2 separate regions of the Gossypium hirsutum genome follow, and region 2 is linked to region 1. A link is a contact called in public Hi-C data. All regions are on one chromosome and are shown on one strand. The core of a region is the stretch at or near the end of the contact, and the rest is flanking DNA. Distances in the headings are between cores, read along the strand shown.

Evidence for each region. A called contact is a pair of places that touch in the nucleus more often than the background predicts.
Region 2: a Hi-C map of leaf shows a contact between it and region 1, with 2.3 times the contacts expected there. The contact joins the promoter of LOC107942584 here to the promoter of LOC107889774 in region 1. A contact is called at or near these places in 2 of 34 Hi-C or Micro-C datasets (both in leaf).

The regions. Positions count from the first base shown.
Region 1 is chrD12:11,667,844-11,671,176 of Gossypium_hirsutum_v2.1, forward strand. LOC107889774 (tubby-like F-box protein 5) reads left to right here and starts at 1,586. Exons shown (of 6, transcript XM_016814333.2): 1 at 1,586-1,868; 2 at 1,956-2,121; 3 at 2,346-2,739; 4 at 3,040-3,127. The coding sequence starts at 2,386.
Region 2 is chrD12:11,937,761-11,941,092 of Gossypium_hirsutum_v2.1, forward strand. It overlaps LOC107942584 (succinate dehydrogenase [ubiquinone] flavoprotein subunit, mitochondrial), which reads right to left and starts at 1,516. Exons shown (of 16, transcript XM_041108474.1): 1 at 1,263-1,516; 2 at 558-716. The coding sequence starts at 1,367.

The DNA of each region.
Region 1 (3,333 bases), core at 336-2,835:
TAAGAATACTTCAAACTCAGTGGACTATACTAAAGCAGTCACATAAAATATTGACCTAGCACGGTTGATAATATGAAATTGTCAGGTAAACTTTTTTTTTCTCTAAATATGTGACGATTTAGTATCGATGAGTTAAATTGTATCAGCATTTTACGATTCATTTTCTGAAAAGACGAAAAATAGTCTTGGATTATGTTAAATTGTTAGAAAAAACATTACTTTTTCGTCACAGTTGATGTTTTGAGATTAGCGAAGAGATTAAAGTTGTGAACTTCACTTTACTAAACTAGGATTATTTATATGATTACAAGTTCCAAAAAGGTGTGTTCCAACGGATGAGTTGGCCATGGCAAAAGTGGCAGTTATAGTAGGGAAAGAGTTGCAATTGAGGGAATGGGTGCCTAACCTTATCGGCCGGGGAAAAAAGCAACCCTATTTTGCACACAAAATGAGGAGATTTAAGGTTGTTAAACCAGCGGTCCCCATCACCCAAATTTGAGAGCAGCCATGAGCATGAAAGGAGAGACATGTGAGGGGATTGGCGTCAAATTTGATTATTCTTCTTTGCCACTAAACGTGGATGTAACTCAAATTTCCATTTTTCAATGCTTATCCCTTTTGGCCTTTAAATTCCTTGCCTCCCTTCTATTCGTTATGATAAAAAATCACTAATGTTGAAATTTTTTATGTTGAATCCTTAAACAGTCTTTTATTAAAAAAAAACTCTTCTCATAAAAATATGAACAATGAATAATAAATGGATTCATATTATTTTCGGTATAAAAAAAAGATTGCAATAGGAGAATTAGAAGAAGCTATACAAGTTAGAATTTTGTATTATTTTTTAGAACAAAAAAGTTTATTGGATTGAATATTTCTTGAAATGGAAGAACATATATATAAATAAAGTGTGATTTCATCATATTCTAGTGCATGAAACTATGAATGACATTGATTAATCATTAAAAAATGTGTAGAAAAAGAAAGAGTATGTGATGTATAGTATAGAGGCTGACTCTGGTTTTGGTGGAAACTTGTGAATGGATGACGTTGTAAGCTTAGCAACATGTGGTCCACCATCATGAAAGTAGTAACAATCAAAGCCCACTGAGCATTGGGAATGGGCTCCTGAACGTGCATTTGTGGAACTTTGCTATCCTCCAATTTGGCATGGGACTCCACCCTACAGTTTCTGCTCTTCTTCACATGGCTCTAACCTTTTCACCCTACCATGTCCTACTATGCCTTTCAAACCTAGCCAAAATGGCAGGTTCTGGTAATGGTTACCACTGGTCTCCCACCTTTGGGGGATTTGAATTTGGTTCAATAACCCGAATCTATTAATTTGTTTATTTTATTATATAATATAAATGGTAATTGAATTTAGTGGGAAATTGAAGGGAAAGCACTTAAGAACAAGGTCTCCCATCAAATATTAATCAGGTGGGGTACAAAAGATGTATCTCCCAAAATACTTGGCTGATGCCACGTGTCCTGACAGCAGGGCTAATTAAATAATCGTCACGGCAGTCCACGTGAGTAGACTGTTTCATTAAATATATATTAAATTTAAAGGTTACTTTTTATCGGACCTTAATTAAAAAAACGTAAAAAAAAAAAAACAACTAAAGAATATTATTTTTATTCTAAAACCCAACTTTGGTTCCTTTTTAAGTGAATGAGCTTTTGTCTTTTTAACAGCGGCAGGAGGAAGAGAGAAAGCGCTGATGACCCCAAACTTGTTGTTATGGAGGCGGCGGTGGTGGAAGGGATGTTAGAATGCAGGCGGTGACAGTGATTATGGCAGTCGTGGCGCCAGCGTTACCAATGACGTGACCATCTTAGGATTCCCGCTCATAAAAAGAAAAGTTGGCACCTTTCCTTTACAAAAAAAAAACCCCAAATAAAGCATTTCTAATAATTTCTTTCATTCTGATTTGATCTTTATTTTTCAGGTTTGTGGTGTTGATTGAACTGTGGGTCCCTAAAATTGTTGGAATGCATCTGAGCTGATTCAGTTCTGGCTTTGATTAGAATCGGTTGGCTTTGAGTTGACCTCCACATTTTTTTTTTCTTCATCTTGGAATCTCAAGTTTTAAGCTTTTCCGGTCGATGATTCAGGTAAAAAGATACCCATTTTTTTAAAAATTGATGTCTATTTATTGGTTATTGATCTTGAGGTTTTCTTTATCTCGTGCTTTCCGGGTGTTAAATTTTATTTATTGAGTTTGATTTTATGTGAATTTGCTTATGGTTGAGCTGAGATTTGAATAGTGAAGAAAAATTGAAAAAAAAAGGAGAGAAAATCTTTTATGGTGTTTGATATGATATACTATTATTTTCAGTTGAATATTGAGAAATTGGATTTGATGTGCTTATAAGAAGATGTCACTGAAGAGTATTATGCGGGAGTTAAAGGAACTGAAAGATGGGATTGGGAACATGTCAAAGAGGGGAGATCAAAGCAAGCTGTGGCGTAGCCGGACTAGATCCCATGTTGCTCCTGATGAAGCACCATTGGAATCTCAACTCTCAGAACAAAGCCCCTGGGCCAATCTACCACCTGAATTGCTATTGGATATCATCCAGAGGGTCGAAGAGAGCGAGACAGCTTGGCCTGCTCGAGCTGTCGTTGTATTTTGTGCTGCAGTTTGTAGGTCTTGGAGGGAAATTACAAAGGAGATTGTGAAGACTCCAGAGCAGTGTGGACGACTCACATTTCCTATCTCATTGAAGCAGGTTAAACACTTTCCTATTAAATATGCCATTTTGATCCCTATACAATAAACTGCTGGAGCCTTCAAGTTCAGAATTTAGCTACAAAACTTTGCACGGATATATTGGTTGTATGCATCTTTGTCTTTGTCAGGCTTAAATAATAGTATAGATAAAGCTAAAGTATATATTTTAATAACCTTCTGTGTCTGCACACATTCAGTAATAACTCTCATGTTGGTGTCTTTAAATAATGGGAGTGGCGATTTTCTTGTTCTTCCATTTAAACGTTTATCTATATCTTCTCTTTGTGCTCATGAACAGCCGGGTCCTCGTGAGTCTCCAATTCAGTGCTATATTAGAAGGGACAGAACAAGTTCTACATATCTTTTGTTCTATGGTCTGGTGCCTTGTAAGTCATCTTGTTTTTGATGTCCTTAGTTACTATTATTAATTATAAATTTAAAAATATGCACCTTTATATCTTTCATTATTATCTGAAAAAAAATGCTCGAATCAAAAAGTTAGTGCGGCATCTTAGGTTTCTTTGAATAACCTAAGATGCCAGTCTACCTGTTTTGGTTGGAGAACTCTGAAACATAGTTTATTATTTATTTT
Region 2 (3,332 bases), core at 266-2,765, 270 kb after region 1:
AAAATCATGGTTATGGTAATAAAAATGCTTTTGGTATAATTCATGTTTGTTCAGTCTTAGTTGGACAAGAGAAATTTAAATACCCATGTATTACACTTCAAAGTGCAAAAGACACTATATTTAAGAAAAATGCAAAAGAAACAAATGGATCATAATATGGAAAGTGTAAGAGTGGCAATTTATGATATTTGAAGATGTTTTAAAAAATTCATATTTGAGGTAGTAAAAATGATTTTGGTGAACTTCACGTTTGTGCAGTCTCTTTTCTTCTTCTTCTTCTTCTTCTTCTTCTTCTTTTTTCTTTTGAACATGTTTGTTCAGTCTTGATTGGACAAGGAGAACATCAGTTATTGTGCAACACAGACATCTGTGATAAGAAAGGGAACAGTAGCAAAGAGACAAGTACCATGTACAGAAACCACTAAACTGTAGAACCAATATGCCCATAAAATCAAGAATGATGAATCCCATTTATCTAAAGCCACCGTAACACAAGCATGCCCTGAATAATAGCAACAGCATAACTCATAATCATGAACACCATATAGTCTAAAAACCTGAGCCGCAACAGTATGTGAACGAGTTGGGAAAAGCTTAGTTATGCAAGCAGTATTAAATCCATGCTCTGAAAGACCAATGGCTGCTCTCAGCCCCGCACCACCAGCACCAACCACAACTGCATCATACGTATGATCCACTATTGTATAAGGGGGCCCCTGCAATGATCGCAAATGTCCATCACCAAAATACTTCTGGTTCAGTTTTTTTTTCTTTTAATAACTATATAAATTCTATAAAACATTCCCAACCAATCAGAAGAAAAAGATAATACTGAGAAACAAATCGAAAATATATGCATTTTGCATAAAATCAGCTAAAGTAATCAACATGGGCAGAAAACGGAACTTGTCCCATTAGAAAAAGATGTTAACTAAGATCAAGTTCCAGATGGTATTTGTTTCTACTGTATATTAGGGAAGTCAACTGAATGGAGCTAAAATTAAAGATGATTTAAGAAAATAATGCGTAGATTCTATGGATTCTTTTCCTTGGACACCTTTCTCAGCAGCCAAACAGTACAAACACTAAAACGATTCAAATTACATATAGGTTTTAATCAGAATCTACCCGAAAAAAACCAGCAACCGTTGAGAAAACGAGAATATAAAAACAAAGCAGGAATTGATTTTGAAAGCAGAAAAGAAATAGAAATTAAAAGCGGAACAAAAAGCTCAAAAACCCTAGAAAAGAAAGAAGCATACAGCATGAGTGGAGAAGAAACTGGAAATGTTAGATCTAAGAGAGTTAGCGGCAACTGATCTGTTGGAATATGGAGCTCTAAGGCTACGAGAAACGCAGCGCCACATCTCCGCCTACTTTGTTGGATGCTTTTTTTCCTTTTGCGAGTAGCGGGTATTGGAAGGCGTGTGGTTAATTTTGTTTATGTATAAATATATATATATATATTTGCTGGGAATAGTTACTGCCTGGCCGAGGGAAGAGAGCAAAAATGATGGCGGCGTAGTTGGAAAGGGCCTAATTGCTCATTTGACGCAGTATGCTGTTACACTTACCCTTTGTTTTTCAAGATAACTACCGTAATGCCATTTCTTTTGCATTCTATGAATTTTTTTGAGGAATATAATTAGTTTTTAATGTATTTTTATCTTAATCGTTTTTATTTTATTATAATTATATATAAAGTTAAATTTTAATTATTTAATTAAATTATTGAATTTTTTTAGTAATCTTAAATTTTATATTAACGTATAAATATAGTTATACATATGTAATTAAAATATATTTATATAATATATATAATTATTTAAAAACAAAAAAAAACAATATACCTATGAAAAGTAAAAGTATCACGAGATTTAAGCGTCAAACTATGAAACCATTTTTTATTGGGGGGGGGGACATTTTAATTTTTGAAATATGCCAAATTTTATATCAAAATTATATATTTTTATGTCAACAGTTTTTTATTTTAATAACAAAAGCATTATGTTTATAAGTATAATAGTTTGAGTTTAATCTCAAATAACTCTATTTTTTCTCACTAATTATAGAAAAAAAACTATGTGTTCTTATAATTAAATTTAAATAAATTTTATACTATAACAGGTTAAAAAAAATAGTCATGCTCACATTAACATTTTTTTTTGACACATAATATTCTCTATTTAAAGCACTTATTTATAATTTGAGTAAATTACTCTTTTACTTCTTTGGCCTTCTAATTTTTTTTAAGTTATTTTATGCCTTTTGTTTAAATTTTTTTTATAATTTTATATATGTTAAATATAAAGTTGATTTTAAATAAAGTATCTCCTTATTTTAAGATTTTACTTGATTGAATTACACTTTAATGTTATAATATTAAAATTAATGAATATTAAAATGTTAAGTTCAGAATATAGTTAAAAAAAGTCACATATTAATAATATTTATCAGATTAAATTTATATTCCTTTTTATAATATAATAAGATTTAATTACATTCCTTGATTAAATAGAGCAAAGAGAAATATAAAATTAAAATAAATGACAATTTTAACATTAAAACAAATTAGTTTAACAATATATATAATGAATAACCTATAAGAAATTATTAATAATATTATTTAAATTTTAATGTATTAATATTAATATTCAAATTATGATAAATTTTTGTATTATTTTTAAAATTGAATATTTTGTAATTATATTACATTTTTAATTTATTAATATTTTTTGAAAAAATCGATTAAAAATTAAACAAAAATTAATATTATAAAATTATAAATTTAATATATACAAGCTATGAGATGAAATAATATTCGCACCCTAATTTTATGATGTTAAACCATACACGATGAAACATTTTATGTTGATAAATTATTCCTTTTTTGCAAGTCGGTATCAATTACAGGTCCTCTTCATGGACTGCAAAAACTTTAATTTAAGAATGTTATTAGAAATCATTTCTCAAATTAAAATTTTGCAGATGCTTTAGGATTAATGTTAAAAAAATATATGATTTTTAAAAATGTGAATCTAAACACTTAATTTAGCATAATTGTTGCTGTTAGAAAATTAAAAGTGGGTTTTCAAACAAAATCAAATGTCTACACTAAAATGAATATTATTAGATCTTTTGAAATGATAATTAAGTAAATTAGTTTTATTTTGAAAATATATAAATATGTCATGAGAGTTCATTTTGAAACTTTTAAATAAATTTAAAAATAAAAATTTTCCTTCTAACAATTATTTTATTTTAATAATATTAGAATTTATTATAAATAGATTATAAGTGAATAATGGTTTACATTTAAAAAAATTTCTAAA